Linked DNA regions of Mus musculus: regions 1, 2, 3, 4 and 6 are each linked to region 5. A link is a contact called in public HiCAR-type, HiChIP or PLAC-seq, Micro-C and promoter capture Hi-C data. All regions are on one chromosome and are shown on one strand. The core of a region is the stretch at or near the end of the contact, and the rest is flanking DNA. Distances in the headings are between cores, read along the strand shown.

Evidence for each region. Promoter capture Hi-C pulls out the DNA fragments that hold promoters and counts their contacts. Hi-C and Micro-C count contacts between places; a contact is called where the count stands out from the background. HiCAR-type assays count read pairs that join an accessible place to other places. HiChIP or PLAC-seq counts read pairs in DNA pulled down with a chosen protein or histone mark.
Region 1: a contact with region 5 is called in a HiCAR-type map of astrocytes, with 2.4 times the contacts expected there. The contact joins the promoter of Med29 here to the promoter of Actn4 in region 5. A contact is called at or near these places in 1 of 39 promoter capture datasets (liver), 2 of 484 Hi-C or Micro-C datasets (cardiomyocytes and embryonic stem cells), 4 of 115 datasets of contacts at active chromatin or transcription factors (astrocytes, bone marrow-derived macrophages, effector CD8 T cells and 1 more) and 2 of 9 other capture datasets (adipose tissue and liver).
Region 2: a contact with region 5 is called in a FOXA1 HiChIP or PLAC-seq map of pancreatic cancer cells. The contact joins the promoter of Eid2 here to the promoter of Actn4 in region 5. A contact is called at or near these places in 2 of 39 promoter capture datasets (erythroid cells and pre-B cells), 1 of 115 datasets of contacts at active chromatin or transcription factors (pancreatic cancer cells) and 1 of 9 other capture datasets (adipose tissue).
Region 3: an H3K27ac HiChIP or PLAC-seq map of the NIH/3T3 cell line shows a contact between it and region 5, with 4 times the contacts expected there. The contact joins the promoter of Sipa1l3 here to the promoter of Actn4 in region 5. A contact is called at or near these places in 2 of 39 promoter capture datasets (the HPC-7 cell line and pre-B cells), 1 of 484 Hi-C or Micro-C datasets (cortical neurons) and 6 of 115 datasets of contacts at active chromatin or transcription factors (the NIH/3T3 cell line, astrocytes, extraembryonic endoderm stem cells and 3 more).
Region 4: a promoter capture Hi-C map of pre-B cells shows a contact between it and region 5, with 2.0 times the contacts expected there. The contact joins the promoter of Timm50 here to the promoter of Actn4 in region 5. A contact is called at or near these places in 1 of 39 promoter capture datasets (pre-B cells), 3 of 115 datasets of contacts at active chromatin or transcription factors (bone marrow-derived macrophages, pancreatic cancer cells and pro-B cells) and 1 of 9 other capture datasets (liver).
Region 6: a contact with region 5 is called in a Micro-C map of embryonic stem cells, with 5 times the contacts expected there. The contact joins the promoter of Samd4b here to the promoter of Actn4 in region 5. A contact is called at or near these places in 5 of 39 promoter capture datasets (3T3-L1-derived adipocytes, cranial neural crest, erythroid cells and 2 more), 3 of 484 Hi-C or Micro-C datasets (CD4 T cells, cortical neurons and embryonic stem cells), 4 of 115 datasets of contacts at active chromatin or transcription factors (bone marrow-derived macrophages, differentiating embryonic stem cells, large pre-B cells and 1 more) and 2 of 9 other capture datasets (adipose tissue and liver).

Annotation. Positions count from the first base shown.
Region 1 is chr7:28,391,376-28,394,309 of GRCm38.p6, forward strand. It overlaps Med29 (mediator complex subunit 29), which reads right to left and starts at 1,315. Exons shown (of 4, transcript NM_026042.3): 1 at 1,076-1,315. The coding sequence starts at 1,288. Paf1 (Paf1, RNA polymerase II complex component) reads left to right here and starts at 1,621. Exons shown (of 14, transcript NM_019458.3): 1 at 1,621-1,879; 2 at 2,294-2,323. The coding sequence starts at 1,833.
Region 2 is chr7:28,266,443-28,269,202 of GRCm38.p6, forward strand. It overlaps Eid2 (EP300 interacting inhibitor of differentiation 2), which reads left to right and starts at 1,439. Exons shown (of 1, transcript NM_198425.2): 1 at 1,439-2,726. The coding sequence starts at 1,513. The coding sequence ends at 2,223.
Region 3 is chr7:29,504,095-29,506,853 of GRCm38.p6, forward strand. It overlaps Sipa1l3 (signal-induced proliferation-associated 1 like 3), which reads right to left and starts at 1,366. Exons shown (of 23, transcript NM_001081028.1): 1 at 1,200-1,366.
Region 4 is chr7:28,310,663-28,313,362 of GRCm38.p6, forward strand. It overlaps Timm50 (translocase of inner mitochondrial membrane 50), which reads right to left and starts at 1,384. Exons shown (of 11, transcript NM_025616.3): 1 at 1,263-1,384; 2 at 207-357. The coding sequence starts at 1,370. Gm51445 (a long non-coding RNA gene) reads left to right here. Exons shown (of 3, transcript XR_003946618.1): 1 at 1-98; 2 at 428-486; 3 at 1,423-2,111.
Region 5 is chr7:28,960,774-28,963,646 of GRCm38.p6, forward strand. Actn4 (actinin alpha 4) reads right to left here and starts at 1,559. Exons shown (of 21, transcript NM_021895.3): 1 at 1,246-1,559. The coding sequence starts at 1,410.
Region 6 is chr7:28,434,906-28,437,710 of GRCm38.p6, forward strand. Samd4b (sterile alpha motif domain containing 4B) reads right to left here and starts at 1,286. Exons shown (of 13, transcript NM_175021.3): 1 at 1,233-1,286. It also overlaps a transcript of Gmfg not described here.

The DNA.
Region 1 (2,934 bases), core at 65-2,564, 570 kb before region 5:
CTGGGTAGCCCTGACTGTCCTGGAACTCACCTCAAACTCAGAAATCCGCCTGCCTCTGCCTCCCAGGTGCTGGGATTAAAGGCGTGTACCACCGCGCCCGGCCTTTCTAAAGGACTTTATTCTTATAAGAGTACACTGTAGCTGTCTTCAGACACACCAGAAGAGGGCATCAGATCTCATTACAGATGGTTATGAGCCACCATGTGGTTGCTGAGATTTGAACTCAGGACCACTAGGAAAAGCAGTTAGTGCTCTTAACTGCTGAGGCAACTCTCTAGCCCCCAATCTCCCTGTAATTTTTCAGTAACCTGCTCTCGTTTGGAATTACCACTAATAGCTTCCTGGACATACCCTTTATCTAGTCATCATGGACTGAAATGACACTTAGGCCGTACTTCTGCACGGAACTTAACCAGAACGGTTTCTCTTTTTACTCTTCTCCTCCTGCCTCCCCCACTTCCATCTAGTTTTTTGGGACAGGGTTTCTCTGTGTAGCCAAGGCTGTCTTGGAACTCAAAAGATTTACCTTCCTTTGCCTCCAGAAGGCAGGAATTAAAGGCTTGCACTACCATACACAGTTAAAATTGTCATTCATGCTGGGCATGGTAGCGCACGCCTTTAATCTCAGCACTTGGGAGGCACAGGCAGGCGGATTTCTGAGTTCGAGGCCAGCCTGGTCTACAGAGTGAGTTCCAGGACAGCCAGGGCTATACAAAGAAACCCTGTCTCGAAAAACAAAAAAAAACAAACAAACAAAAATTGTCATTCATCCTCATCTCCTTTCTCTCCACAGGGTTTCACTATGTAGACCCTGGTCGGCCTGGAACTCTATAGACCAGACTGGCCTCGAGCTCAGATCCGTCCCCCTCTGCTGTCCCAGCACGGGGATTAAGAACGCGCCACCACTACAGCTGACCGGAGCTTCACTTTGGTTAGACACAAACACAACACAGCTAGTCTGTCTTCTCTTCCCGACCTACGATCTCTCCTTCAACAAACAGCCCCTCGGCGCTCGTCCCCGGAGCCCGCCCGCCCGCCAGCCAGCCCCTCTTGCTCCCCGCGCAGGGCCCATCACCTGGAGACTCTCCTTCAGTTGCGGGATGAGCATCTTGTAGCGCTGCACAGGATCGAAGTCCTGCTGCTGCTGCTGCAGGAGCCCGCTCTGGGCAGAACCCACCAACTGGGTCGGTTGTGGCTGTTGCTGGGGACCCGGACCCCCGGCAGAACCCGGGCCTGACACACCAGACGCAGAGGAAACCGCTGCAGCCTGTGGCTGGGGCGCAGCCATTTTCCTCCGCTAGAACGCCGGAAATGCGTCATAAATGCGTCTGCTCCGGTAGCTCCTCAGCTTTTTCAGTTGGCTGACCTCCTAGTTAGCCATGCCTTACCGACAGATTAGCCAATGGGAGAAGAGGATATGCATTTTTCTCCGCCCTCCCAAATCCGAGGCCATGAGTGGAATATCTTTTCGCCAATCATAAGAGGAGTTCCCCCACGGCTCCGCCCCTTCACCCACAGCTCGCCAATCACTGTGAAGGACTGACCAAACTCTATTTCCCTGAAGGCCTTGCGGCCAGGAGCGACCTGTCTAGTCTTCTGCGTCTTGGTAGCAGTCGGAGCGGGAGCTGCAAGTCTGTGTCCGACGCTGTCTGTGCTCTTACTTCAGTCACACCCGAGCCCTTCTCGTCGGCCCACTTCATCCCCTTTCCCCGCGGAGCCCGGCGTCTACGGGAGCCTGTCCTTGGATCCGGCGTCTCTCAAAGTCGGTACGCCACTCAGCGTCCGCCTGCGGCCAGCGAGGACGCCTACCGCGCCGCCGTCGCCTGGTCGCGATGGCGCCCACCATCCAGACCCAGGCCCAGAGGGAAGATGGCCACAGGTAGGTCTCCTGTCACCTGCCGCTTCATTTTGTTTTGTGAGCTGCAAGCTGGGGACTAGGCCGAGGGGGGCTGCTTGCGACATCACTGATTCCCTCAGGTCGGCCCCCGAGGTCGCGCAGCGCTCACCCCCGATGAAGGGGCGGTCCCCCCTGGGCTCTGCGGTCGCTTCCTGGTCCCCTGCTATTCAATTTCGGAATTGCACCTTGCGGGAGGGAGTCAGACCTCAGTCTCCTTCAGTGAAGCTTCTGGATTGCTCTCCTCAGGGGATTGAGCATCTGGCTTCATGCTTTATCACCATCATCACCATCACTCCTTCAGAAATTCGGGGGCCGGCCTTTCCACTCACATGGCCAACTCTTGACATCTCTCTCTCTCTCTCTCTCTCTCTCTCTCTCTCTTCTCCCCGAAACCAGGCCCAATTCCCACCGGACCTTGCCTGAGAGGTAAGCTCCCAGCTCCGTTTTCCAGGAGGGGTGGAACACGAACAGGGGAGGCGGTTAGGGGGCCTTTTTTGTGCTTTGGAGAATCTCATAAAGTGGCCCAGACTGGTCTTTGTGCCCCAGTCTCATGGGTGCCGGGATTGCAGCCTTATGTGCCCAGCAGCACAGGCCTAGGGTTGTGTGTGTGTGTGTGTGTGTGTGTGTGTGTGTGTGTTTAAATTGTACACACCTTAGCTCTGAGTGGCAGTCTAAAGACATTTCCTTAGGCTGGACAGCAGGCACTTTCACCTGCTGAGGTATCTTGTCAGCTTGAGGCAGGGTTTGTTTGTATGTAAGTACACTGTAGCAGTCTTCAGACACCCCAGAAGAGGGCATCAGATTTCATTGCAGATGGTTGTGAGCCACCATGTGGTTGCTGGGATTTGAACTCAGGACCTTAACTGCTGAGCCATCTCTCCAGCCCGTTTGTTTTTTAAAGATTTATTATATGTGAGTACACTGTAGCTGTTTTCAGACACCCCAGAAGAGGGGGTCACATCTTGTTATGGATGGTTGTGAGCAACGATGTGGTTGCTGGGATTTGAACTCAGGACCTTTGGAAGCCGCAATCAGTG
Region 2 (2,760 bases), core at 189-2,688, 690 kb before region 5:
ATTGCTGGACTTCAGTGCTTTGATAGCTGGACCTTGATAGCCAGCTTCAGGAGGAGGATGTGATCTTACAGTTTTCTTAGCAAAGCATTGGGAACAGGAGAGAAGGGCAAGGCCTGCCAGAGCCGTGTTTGCCAAGCTCTGGACAGCTAGAGCCGCTTCGCTTTCCAAAAGTTGTGTTCACAACTCGGGGTCTGACTTGGGGAAAGAGTGATATTTAAAAGAATCCACAAAGGAAAGCAGATAATTGACTAAATGACATAAGTGACGGGAAGGACGTGGCTGCTAGTATACATCAAAATGTTGAGCAGTCACCAAAGGTCTCGAGTGCCCTGTGAGCAGCCGACTCACAGGACACGCCTGCTCTCCCTTACTGTCCCGTTCTTTTCTCAACATGTTCGCACGCACGAAGACTTCAGAGAACAACTTTTGGGTGTCATTTTTTTCCTTCCACCATGTGGGTTTCTGGGATTGAACACAAGTAGTCATCAGATTTTGGGGAAAGTGACTTTACCCACTGAGCCATCTTGTTGGCCTTTATGGTTCAGTTGTAAGTCTATCTATTTATGTTTTGCCTTTAATTGATAAATCATAGTAGAGTTAATAGGTTAGTATAGTTAATAATAACCTGTACTAGGTTAGTTAACTATCGAGGCATAGTGAGACATGCCTATCATCCTAGACTCAAGAAGCAGAGGCAGGAAGATCAGGAGTTCAAGGCCATCCTTAGCAGTCTGAGCTTCGTGAAACTGTTTCAAAAACACAACCAAGAGACCAGAGACCTGGCTGCAAGGTTAAGAGCACTGGCTACTCTGGTAAAGGTTTAATCACAGCACCCAGCAGGGTTTCCGTAACTCCAGTTCCAGAGGATCCAGCGCCCTCTTCTGGCTTCTGTTGGCATTGTATTATGTGGTACACATATAAACATGGAAGCAAACCATCATGCCCATAAAATAAAATACATACAAATAAAGAAAACTTTTTTTTGTTTTTGTTTTTTTTTTTGGTTTTTTTTTTTTTTTTTTTTGGTTTTTTCGAGACAGGGTTTCTCTGTATAGTCCTGGCTGTCCTGGAACTCACTCTGTAGTCCAGGCTGGCCTTGAACTCAGAAATCTGCCTGCCTCTGCCTCCCTAGTGCTGGGATTAAAGGCGCGCGCCACCACGCCCGGCAAGAAAACTTTAAAGACTAATTTTAAAACTAAAATTAAATTTAGAAACTTAAACCGATTGGTAGAAATGTGAAAGAGACCCCCCCCCTTCAACAGAAAGGATGCAACCGCTCTTCTGACTGCTAGGTAGCAATCTCAAGGCTCGCCAGCAAATGCCCGGAGGACACGCGTGCGCACTGCTCCTCGGCTTCGCCGTTGGAGCTACGCCTGCGCAGACGGCGAGACACGCGACCCCCTACCCGTGCGCATTGCGCTCGTGGACGCGCCCTCGCGTGCACGCCCCGCGCCTCACGGCCCCGTTCTTCCCGGGTCTCAGCGAGCAGCGGTGCTGACCCCGCGGTCCGACATGTCGCAGCTGCCCGCAGTCAGCAGCGCCCCGCAGACGGGAGCAGCGAGCCGCGACCGCCGGCTCCCGCAGGCCGAGGTAGGCGGCGGGCGGCGTGCGCTCCCGGGTCCGGCGCGACCTGGGGAGACCCGGGGACGCCCAATGGCGGCGGCCCGGGAAGGCCCCGCAGCCCCGGCGGCGGCTGCCAGGGGAGGCCGGGTGGCTGCAGCCCGGGAAGGCAGGGCGGCGGCGGCCCGAGGAGGCCCTGGGGCGGCGCCCCGGGGCGGCGCAGCGGCCCGCGAAGGCCCGGCGGCGGCGGCGGCGTCCAGGGAAGCCCGGATGGCAGAGGTGGCCCGGCTGCTGGGCGATCCGCTGGAGGAGGAGGCTCCGGAGGGCAGGCCCCGGTCCAGGGCGGGCGGCCTGGCGGCGATGCCGTACATGCGCTTCCGCCACCCCCTCAGCGTCTTGGGCATCAATTACCAGCAGTTCCTGCGCCACTACCTGGAGAACTACCCGATCGCCCCCGGCCGGATCCAGGAGCTGGAGGAGCGCCGGCGGCGCTTCGTGGAGGCCTGCCGAGCCAGGGAGGCAGCCTTCGACATAGAGTACCTGCGTAACCCCCAGAGGGTGGATTTTGACATTTTAACGTTTACCATAGCCCTGACTGCATCAGAGGTGATCAATCCTCTAATAGAAGAACTGGGTTGCGATAAGTTCATCCACAGAGAGTGAAGAGTCGGACTGCGGGGAGGGCACGGCACCAAGACCTCCGCATCCAAGTGAAACCCCATCCTGCAACTTGGTTTTAAGAAATCAAACGGATCTTGAGAGGCAGCGCTTCCTCAGAGGGAGGAAAAGCGTCAGAAAATTGGGGGTGGGGAGGGAAAGCATCGTAGACTCCTACCGTTTCTTGAGTTTATGATCAGTTGAAATTTCTTGTGTTATGGAAAAGGTCCATCCTCGTGGCTTCGTTAATAAGTAAAGGACGGTTTTGTAAAACTGTAAAGACTTAAAATTGCCAGTAGTAGAGCCCACGACGAAGAAGACTCGAAGAGAAAGCTGGTTTTAGGACGAGGTTTCTGTGGAGAACTTGACCTTGTCAGAGCAGGCAAAGTCTTCACGTCAGCGTCAACAAGCGTGTATAGTGTAAGAGGGATTTTGTGTCTCAGACATTGTGAATGGCGAACAACATAAATATTGTATATAGTATGTGATAAATCGTGTTTCCAAACATACCAATTTTCTGGGATTTTATTTTCCATTTTTCAA
Region 3 (2,759 bases), core at 116-2,615, 540 kb after region 5:
GAGCTATGTCACCTTTCCAATACATAGCAGGCACGCACAAATCCTCTCTTACTGAGATTACCCCACTATTCTCTAATTCGCTGGTACCACACTTTCTCTGTCATGCCATGTGCCCAAAATGCCCAAATGAGCCACTGTCAGCTTCCAGGCTGTGACGCCTGAAGGGATTGGGGGCCAGGAAGCCAGCAGCTTGAGGCTGACAGACCCCAAGAATGGCTGCATGACCACAGAGAGACCAGAGAGAGAGGTGACAGGTCACACCAACCACTGCCATGGCTTCCTGGAAACGCTGGTGGCACTCTAGTCAGTCCCAAGTGAGAACAGCTAGCCGTCCATCCACCAATGGGCCATCTAGTAGCATAAATTCATTCATGTCATAACTGAAGCTGCACCCCACCCCACCCCCGCTACAGGCTAGGCACTGTTCTAGAAGGACCAAGGCCTGGCCTGCGCTCCCAGGAAGCCAACAGTTGAGATGCAGGTGGAAGAAAAATCCAGCGAAGGAGGTGGCTCCAGGGTGACTGAGAGGAAGGCACCCTGGGTTGGGAACATCTGAGCAGAGACTTGAGGAGGGGGTGGCTTTGGAAGGCTAGTCCTGAGAACGGCTACGTGAGTGTGGGAAGGCAGGTGGACATGCCACCCCAACTACATCCACAGGCAGAGGACACAGCCAGGGAGAGGCCAGAGCAGGGAGCAAGGGGCCTGAGCTGCAGTCCACAGGCGCAGGGTCAGAGGAGCTGGGGCACTTGGCATGACAACTCAGTGGGTACTACCACTACTTCCTGTTTCCCCCAAAAGAGGAAACTGAGGCCCAGGAGGGTACAGGATTTACCAAGACCACACAGCATACATACTGGGCTGGGGCACCACAGCCCCTGGTAACAAAGTCTGCAGACAGCAGGGGCTCAGCTACAGTCATCTATTCTTTCCCTGGGAGTCCGTGGCCTCCATCTTCTCATTTGCTCAACACTGGGCCAACCTTTCTTCAGGTTAGGAACAGATAGGTAAACACTTCACAAGAGAAGAGGGGGTGAGAGAGAGAGAGAGGGAGAGAGAGGAAGGGAGGGAGGGAGGGAGGGAGCGAGGGAGGGGGAGAGAGAGAGAGAGAGAGAGAGAAGCTAGCTTTCCCTCAAAGAAGAATCAGATTATTAACTTTCTCTGGAAGGTGCTACCGAAGTGAGGAGACATCGCTCACCTACCAGGAGTCCCGGAACACAGCCGTGATCACACTCCAGGAAGGTGGCTACTAGGTTGGCCCCAGGTGTGGCTCCTGTCCCAGGTTTTCCCTAGGCAAGAGCCACCTGCCCCAGCTCCCTAGGCCGACCTGGGGTGGTGCCTCCTCCTGCGCTGTGGGTGTCTGGAATGCGGAAATAGGAACCAGCAGTGCCAGCTTCTAACGACTTATTCAGTGGCCTTCAGGCCACGCCAGCTTACCGGAGTTCCCCTGAGATGGCTGCTCTCTGCACACAGGCACATCCCCAAAGAGCCAGTTCTGCCAATATTCCCTTTGGGGAAGGGAAATAACAGGATTCCTTACTCATCAGACACGTGGTCTTGGGTCTGAATGAGTTTGGGAGAAAGCTCGGAGGTAACAAAGCCTGCCTGTTACAGGCCACCTGCTCGGTGCTGAGCCAGGGCTGGATCAGCGCCACAGCATCCCTGCCCTAAGCCCCGCAGCTTCATTCACAACCTTCCTACCCACAGGTGGGCCCCTCACCTCTGCAGACAGTGCCGGCTGCAGAGGCTGGAGGCTTAATGATTAAACCTTGTGGCAGACTCTTCCACCCAGCCTTGGAAGCACAGCTCTGGGAGGGTGCTGCTCTAAACACTACAGTCTCTCCAGGGCCTTTAAGTCGGAACTACGGTCACGCCTATTTTACAGATAGTGTTGAACAGAAGTCACAGGACGGAGGTCACATAGCAAGTGGGGGTTCAACCCAAGCAGTATATCTCAAGAGTCCAGCTTTTGACTGTTATGCGAATATGCCCTTGTGAAGAGTCTAGTGTCCACCCTGGGAGAGAAAGCCAGTGAGGTCATGGCTCTGGCCCATCAAACACTCAGTAACAGATGGAGCTCAATAGCTTATGACTATGATCTTCGAATTGGAAAAGTCAGACAGGATTTCAAGGTCATTCAAAGCTGCATAGTGAGTTCAGGGACCAACCTGAGCTACAGGAGGCTGTCACAAAACAAAAAAACAAACAGAAAAACAAAAACAACAACAACAACAACAACAAAACCCAAAGAACAACCAAAACAGTTCCATGACTCTCAGCTGTGTTATCACAGGCTGCTCACACCTGGGCCTTCAAAATGGAAAACACCTGGCTCACAGTTACAGCCTAAACTCCAGACTTAACCTCCAGACGTCTGATGGCAAAGTACAGACTCCCAGGTGTGATGCACCTGCCTGTACGCCCTGCATTTGGGAGACTGAGGCAAGAGGAACTGCTGCAATAAGGCCAGACTGGCTATCAGCATCAAACCCTGGCTCAGAAGAGCCAAATGAAGCCGGGCAGTGGTGGCACACACCTTTAATCCCAGCACTTGGGAGGCAGAGGCAGGAGGATTTCTGAGTTCGAGGCCAGCCTGGTCTACAGAGTGAGTTCCAGGATAGCCAGGACTGCACAGAGAAACCCTGTCTCGAAAAAACAAGCAAACAAACAAACACACACATACAAAAAAAAAAAAAAAAAAAAACCCCGAAGAGCCAAATTAAAACTCTTACTATCATCTTTATCAAACTGCGGTAAACCAG
Region 4 (2,700 bases), core at 134-2,633, 650 kb before region 5:
CCCACCATTCCCTTAGTTCCTGAATTCAGGTACAGGGAACAACTAGAGGATAGAACTTTTAAGTACAAGGGGTCGAAGAGGACTTCTTGAATTTCAAGGTGAGTATCCTAGTTGGAGGAGCCAGGTAATGAACTGAGTATGGGGAAAGAAAGGGGGGGTTCACAGTAGAAATCTGGGGGCCAACAGTCAAGGGTTATGTCTCTCACCAAAAATATAGACGATGCTGACAGTCCCACCAGCTCCGAGCAAACCGGCGATCCAGAGCGCAATTTTTTTGGCATAGCTGGGACCCTCGGAGCCTGGCTGGTGCTGTGGCCCCTGGGCCTTGGAGCCCCCACGGTTGGCAATTTCAGTGACCTGAGTGGAGGGGGATGGAGGAGAGGTCACACAGAGAGAAATAACAGAATACTTAAATTTGTCCAAGCAGCCTCAAGATCAAGAACCAGGAAGTGGACATCCAGAGCAGAAAACTGTGTCCCTGAAGGGGTGAGTTCAGAGGCTGCTCCCCTCAGACAGTCACAACTAAACTGTCTAGAGAATCACAGGGGTTCAAGAGCTGAAAGGGCAAATTGCTCAAGGTCTTGGAAGCAATAGCACTGCAGGGTCTGGAGCCAGGAAGAGTAGGGCAAGGAGAATAAGGGATGGGTGTGTGTGTGTGTGTGTGTGTGTGCGCGCGCGCGCTAGCACAGAGATGTCAAAACTAAAGGGACAGAGGGCACCCAAGGGACAGAACGAACAGTTAAGATATCCGGATACCCAGAGCCCAAGATGGAGGGGTTTGGAAGGGAAGGAAGCAAGAGCGAGGAGAGGCAATCTCCTGTCTGGGACTTTGGGAACGGAAAGTCATGGACTTGGAGGTCAGAATGGCTAGGCTGGAACGGACGGCAGGCTGGATCCTTCCTGTTCCTCTCGCTCAAGGAGGCGATTGAAATGTCACTGGGACAGACCCTGGGTCCCTAGCGCCCTGGGCCCCACCCCCGTCAAGTATCACCTGAATGGTCACCGAGATCAGAACAGGTGACCTCTCCCGGCACCCACGTGGTTGAGACCTGGGCTCCAGGGGATGCACTCCGGGCCTCCATAATCCAGCCCCGGGGGAGCAACTGTGGTCCACACAGGAAGCATGGAAACATCGAAAACGCGGGCTCCGTCCCATTCAGCACCCTGAGGTGCGGTCTCCCAGACCCGCCGGGGTTGCCACCAGACGCCCAAAACTTTAGAGAGAAGCCCCATATCGGGGCGCGCGTCCCGGCGCCGCTCACCTGCTCGGGAGTGCGGGGAGGTGGCGGCGCTAGCCGCGTGCACAGCCCCCGCGCGCCTACCCGGAGCCCGCTCCGCAAGCGCGAGAACAGAGCCGCCGAGGCCGCCATCTTGCGCTGACGCCACGCGGCCCCGCCCACTCGCTCCCTCTCTCCCGCCCAGGCGAGGACTACGACCAATGGGATCGCTGAGGTAGTGCGTGTGGACAGGAACCCGAGAGGGACAAAAAGAACTGGGCGGAGTACCTTTGGTGCGCTCCTAGTCGGTCTTTCCTCTGGCTGAGCGCGAAATTGGAATACTGTCATCTGGCACCACGCCCCCTGGGGCCCTAAGGACCGCCACCATCCAGTCGCTCGGACTTTGCCTTTCACCTCCCATCGTTAGAAATGGACAGAGGCCCAAAAAGTGAGCTGACCCAGCATCCCTCAGTTTTTCTCACGTGGACCAGGAGGCTGAACCAGTCTTCTTTCCCGTCTCCAGATCTCTTTTTACCCCTAACGCCGTGAGTTTGTAGAAAGGACTGGAGTATCTTTCCTTTGCCCAACCACTCATTTGGATCTACCACTCATCTGGATTCAACCAAAGGAACGTTCCGTGCTGACTTGTTTAGGCTTTAGAGTGATTAAGAAAGCAGTGAATTAGGGGTGCGGGAGCCACCATGAGTCTTGCCCAAGTTGTTTTCTATTTGTTTGTTTATTCATTCCTTTATTTGTTTAATCATTTATTATTCACTCGTTCATTCACTCATTTTAAATGTATGAGTGCACTGTCTGCAGGTACAATTGCATGCCAGAAGAGGGGATCATATCTCTTTATAGATTGAACTCAGACCCTCTGGAAGAACAGCCAGTACTCTTAACCGCTGAGCCATCTCTCCAGCCCCCACAAGTTGTTTTCAATGGGAAAAAAAAAGTCAGATTTTTACACTTAAACTTTAAAAATCCAAAGTACTGCAGGGCATTGGTGGCACATGCCTTTACTCCCAGCACTGGGGAGGCAGAGGCAGGCAGATTTCTGAGTTCGAGGCCAGCCTGGTCTACAGAGTGAGCTCCAGGACAGCCAGGGCTACACAGAGAAACCCTGTCTCCAAAAAAAGACACCCACCCACCCACCCAAAAAAATCCAAAGCACTAAGATAGTAAAACTACAAAGTTGGGCAAAGGAAAGCCACACAGAATTCAGAGCTGTTATTTCTGGAGTGGAATGAAATGGATTGGGGTGCTGCTTAAGTGTGCTCAGTCAGCCTCATGCCACAGGGCGTGGTCAGAAGACAACTTTCAAGAGTCGGCTCTCAGCTTCCACCGAGAGTCCAAGGAATCAAAGTTGAGTCATTTGAACTAGGCTGTTTTCCTCACATTAACTTGGGTGAAAATGCCCGTGGTCAAAACACTGCCTTGACATGGTAAGTCTTGTTTGCCTTATATTGATATAACTGTGTGG
Region 5 (2,873 bases), core at 309-2,808:
CTTCAATTTTAATTTCCCACTCTCCTCACACTCTTGCGAACCATCCCCCACATTCTCACCCACTCAACACACCCTTCTTTAGCTCTTTCTGCATACACTCACACCCTCTCTCCCATCACTCCTAGCTTCCCTCTCAACCACCCAACACATCTCCACTCCTGGCCTCCTACTCTGACCTCCACTCCATACTGTGGCTTCCCTTTAGCATCGCCCCCACACTCCTAAATACCATCAGGAAATACTATTTTAATACCCCTTCACCTACCCTCCCCATCAAAAGACACTACTCTCCCAGAACACTCATTTCTTCCTCACTCAATGAACCCCCAAGTCTTTTAATCAGGCATTCCTAATCAGACTTCCATTTTCCCAAACTAACCCCCTCCCATTATCCTCCATCCCTGCTCCTACTGTCTTCCACTATTCTCACTGTTGAACTATTTCCCCGTGAACCTGGAACCTTAACTGTTTCACTACCTCTCCCTTCTTCAAAGCACCCACACTCTTTTGGGTCTCCCCATCAATTCTAATTACGCCCCTATCCTTTTCTTTTTACAGCAAGGCGCCCTCAATAAATCTCACCCTCCTCACACAAACATCTTTTTTGTTCCTAGGCCCCTAACTTCTGTCCTGAACACCTACCTTCTCAGACCCCTAGTCCCATCAGACCATCTTAACACCTACTCACCACACACCCTAGCCCATGCAGGCCCCCCTCCCTGTCTCAGGATTCCACAATCCTCTCCTTAGTGCCCCCTTTTTACCTTTCCTGATTCTTCATCTCTTCTAGAACCACCCCCCAACACACACACACACACACACACACACACACTAAGGCTTCCTGCAATTCCAATCTCTTCTTCAGACTCTCTGCACTCCAGACTATCTCCTCCATACTAGGATTCCCAAACCAAATACTATCCAGGCTCACCAATTCCCTTCCTGGACCCCATTGCTTGCCTGGGCCCCATCAATGCTTCCTCTGATCCAACAATCTCGCCTTAAAACCTAGTTCCATTGCAACCTCCCGAATCATCATCTCGTTTGTCCCAGTTCCCCGTGTCTCCTACCTGGCCGCCACTTCCCCCCTCCCCCTCCAGATTCCCAATTGCTTCCTTAAGCTCTGTAATCCCTCTCCGGGACTGCAAACCCGTTCCCGAACCCGCCAATTGTCTCCCAGGACCCTCCTCCAGGCCTCCCCGCCACGCGCAGGACGCCACCCAGCCCGGGTCACGGGCCGCGCACCTTGCGCTGCTGCTTCTCCCAGGCCGGGTCCAACAGCAGGTCCCGGTCCCAGTCATCCTCCTGGGCCATGTAGTCGCCCATGCTTCCGCCGCCACCCGCGCCATTGCCGCCGCCGCTGTTCGGGCCGTACTGGTACGCCTGGTTCGCTGCGTGGTAGTCCACCATTCCGCCGCCTTTCGCTAGCCCGCCAGCCGGTCCGCTACCGCCTCAGCTCCCGCCCCTGTGCCGGAGGCTCCGACTCGGCCGCCGCTTCAGCTGCTTTCAGCCCGCCCAAGACTGACGCCTGCGCAGTTCACTTGCCGCGCCTGCGCACTGCGCTGCCGCCGCCGCCCTCCCGCGCGCGCGCACCTGAGGAGGCCCCGGGCTCTCGGCGCCGGCGCAGAACGCACCTCCGGCTGCCCGCCCAGCGTGGGAGCCCAGGCGCTTCTAGCGGGAACGCGCGCGTCACCCCGTGTGGGCGGGGCCCAAGTCATGAATGATTCATAAGGCGGGGCTCCTCATCCGGCTTTAACCTGTTTCGGGGTGGAATGTGTTCCCATTCAGCCATTCAGACATAATCAAGATTTATTTGGCTGCCTGCTATGTGTGAGACCGTGTTTTCTGCCTTGGCATTAAAGAAGTCAGGAAAAGTCCCCACCCTTTCGAAACTATATACTATAAACCTTGCACGATGGAACGTGGGATCTCTGTTCTCAGGCCGCAGAGACTGAACGACAGATAACATGTTGGAGCTTGGGTTACACAGGAAGACCAGTCTTAAATTAAATAAATAATCGAGCTTAAAACTGGGCATGGTGGGCCGGACAGTGTTGGCGCACGCCTTTCATCCCAGCACTTAGAGGCAGAAGCAGGTGGATTTCTGAGTTCGAGGCCAGCCTGGTCTACAGAGTGAGTTCCAAGACAGCCAGGGCTCCACAGAGAAACCCTGTCTCGAAACAAACAAGCAAACAAATAACTGGGCATGGTGACACATACCTTAGATCCCAACTGGAGGTGTGGACAGGAGGGTTCAAGGCCAGACTTACTTAGTACACAGCGAGTTTGAATCTAGTGTGGGCTACATGAGGACCCTGTCTTAAAAAAAGAAAAGAAAAGAAACTCTAGAATGGGCTGGATTTGTAAAGTCTTCTGGGAAAAGGGAAAAGGTAGATATTTAAAGAAACTCTTTCAAAGATACGTCGAGTTAGATTGGACTGGGATAGCTAGTTAGCAGGGAAGGCAAGGGGTCCTTTTGGACTTGTCTATCTTCATTCTCGCAGCAAATACTATGCACCTACTACATGCAGCCACTTTCCAACTACGGACAGCATGGTAAGCCAGGTCAGTTATCAAACGACTAACTTTGTAGGAGAGATGGGCAACAATAAGAATTATGGAAACCAGGCATGGTGGTGTATTAATCCCAGCACTCAGGAGGCAAAAGCAGGCAGAGCACTGAGTTTGAGGCCAGCCTGATAGACAGAGTGAGTTCTAGGATAGCCAGAAAAACCCAGTCTCAGAGGGGGAAGTGGGGGTAGGTAGAGGAGAAAAGAAACACACACGGAATAATAATAGTGCCTCATTGAAGGCCATCTGATAACCAGAGGGGCCATCTCCATCTTGAAAGGTGACTTCCTGCTTCCAGCTGC
Region 6 (2,805 bases), core at 36-2,535, 530 kb before region 5:
GAGGGGTGTTTCAGTATTGTAAGGAAGAGTGTCAGAAAGTTTACCAAAGGCTAGAAAGGGAGTTTCAAATTTTCAGGTTATCCAAGAAAAGTTTGAGAAGAATAGAGGCTATGAGGAAACTTTTTTGGAGTCCGTACACTATTCTTAAAACATGTGGTGTGTGTTACTGGAAAGGATTTGGGATACAGAAGACAGGCTTTGGAAGAGGTTTTGGGAATATGAGAGGAACTCTGGAGATTTTCAAGATTAGAAGGTGTAGAGGCTGAGGAGAAAAGGGCTGGGGTACATGAGATTACCTCTAGAGCATTCCAAGCTGGGGAATATTTGTGTAACATGAGTTTGGAAATCTATAGAAGGGTCTAAGAAATATGAGAAGAGGACAGGGCGTATATAGGAGGTGGAAGCAAAGAGAGGAGAGGAGAGGGTCCTCTAGGTGAGTTTTGGCATCTAAGAGCACTTCCTGAGTATCTGAGGACGACTGTTCTGGGATATGCAAGCTCTTTAAGGATGATGTAGTGTTCACCAGGGACATCCTGAAGAATTTGGGGATAAGAGTGAAAATCTCTAAGACTTTTGGAATGGGGAGAGGTAGAAGGGTAAATTCTTGGGGGTATTTGAAGAAGTCTGAAGGAGAGATGACTTGAATATGTGATGCAGATGGGGGGGGGGTTAGATGCAGAGAGTATCTGGGGGCGGTTTAGGGGCTTTAAGGTTCTTCCTGGGGGAGATGCCTGGAATATCTGTGCTGTGAAGACAGATGACGAGTAGCCACCAAGGAATGTGTTGCGATTCAGGAGGAAGATGTGAGGAGAGAACCAAGGACCAAAGGGCGGGGATCCACAGGGAGCGTCCCCAGAGGAGGCAGTTGAAAGCTGAGGGTGGTCTCCGGGGAGGCCGCTGGAGTCGTGCGGGAGGACCAGGCAGATGTGTGCCGAGTCAGGACAGAAGTCCCCGGGCCCGGCCCCTCGGCTAGCCCCAGGGCGTGACGGTTTGGGAGGGAAACTGAGGAAGGGGCCCGGGTAGGGAGAAACGGGCTGAGTGCGGAACCCTAAGGGGTCCTCCAGGATCCTCCGGCCTCCCGAGGCCCGAGTCAGCCGCCCGCCGCAGCCCGCGGCGCGGGGTCCCTGAGGGGGCGGGGCCGGCCGCGCGGCCTGGGTCGCCCTGAGGGGAGCGCCGCGCGCCTCGACCGCCGCCGCCCCGCGCCCGCCGGCCCGGCCTTGCCCGAGACTCACCGCCTCGGCCTCCGCCGCCGCCGCCGCCACCCGCACCTCCTCGGGCAGCCGCCGCCACCCGCGCCGCTGCCGCCGCCGCCGCCGCCGCCGTCGCCCCCTCTCTGGCCCGAGAGCTCCCCTCCCTCCTCCCGCACCGACCACCGCCGCCGCCGCCGCCGCCGCCGTCGCGCTGCGTCACCGCGCCGTGCGTCACCGCCCCTGGCCCCGCCCCGGAGGGCCACTGTGCGCCAGCATTAGCTCACACCCTATTGACAGACGGTGAGCCCAGCCAACTGGCGGCGAGGGCAGACCGAAGGGTGGGAGGTGTGCGGCAAGAAAGGCGGGGTCTTGGCCTGGAGGGGAGCGACAGGGCTGGAAGGAGGCCTGAGAGGCCCGCCCCCTCCTCACTACGATTGGTCTGACGAGAAGGTGACGGACAGACGGACAGGCCCCGGGCGGAGAGCAGAGGGCCGGGAAGAGGAGGGGCGCGCGCCGCGTTGCCCCGGGCAACGGTCTGGCGAAGCCCGCGATTGGACCTACGGACCCGCAGGGGGCAGTCTCGCGCCGGTCTAACTCAGTAGCGGCGAACCCAGTCACAATTCCTCATTCTGGCGTTCAAGGACCCCCTCCTCTCCGCCCCTCGGTCACACCCCGCCCAGGGTTTGTGTCCGGTAGTACCATCGCCCTTTGGGATGACAATGCTGCCTCCTGGCTCCTGGTATCGATCGGCCGCGCCTCAAGTGACACCTCAAGATGAGCGAGGTCGACCCTTTAAGGGTGGAAAGAGATAAGACCCCACACATAAGAGGCTGTCAATAAATGGAGATTGCTTCCATCACTCTTGTCGTGATCTTAGTCCATCCACAAACTGTCCTGCGCTGGGGTGAACTGACTGGAAAGGGGCCGGCTCTCCAGAAGGGTGACAGCAACGTGGCTTGTTCCGAGAACTCCAAGAAATACAGTCAGGGTGGAGTGTCGAATTTACGACAGGGAGTGGTAGGAAATGAGCTGCGGCTAGATGTTTGGCCACTGGAGGGAGTATGCACTTGTGCTAAAGGCACAGCGACTAGAGTGACGGGGCCAGTAAGGTCTTGGGGACTTGGGAGTTTGGAAGGGACGCCTCTAGCTTACATAGGGAAGTGGGGTGAGAAGGAATGAGACACAGAAGAGAGAACCCAGGGAGCTACCTGGGGAGTTGGGGCGGGGTTGCATCTGGAAGGGACCTTGGGGAGGGAGGAGGTGCGAAGTAGGCGGGACACTCAGGTGGCCCATTGAACTAGCCTTTTGCCACTGGCTGGCCACAGGGCGGAAGAGAAAAGTCCAGGACAAAGCCCTCTGGGAGATTGGGTCCCAGAGGAGAAGCTCAATGTGGGACAGCCAACACTGAGGTCAAGACCATTGCCCCACCTCGGGCACAAATTGAGGCTGGAGACCAGGATTTAAGGATCATTAGAGATGGTAATTGAGGTTGTGGGAGTTTGTGACCAATCCCAAGGAGGGTATGAGGGGTGAATGGAGACAAGGCTCAGACGGAATTCTGAGAAATGAGGGCACATGAGTTGAGAAAAGAAATGAGTACTAGACCAACATTGTG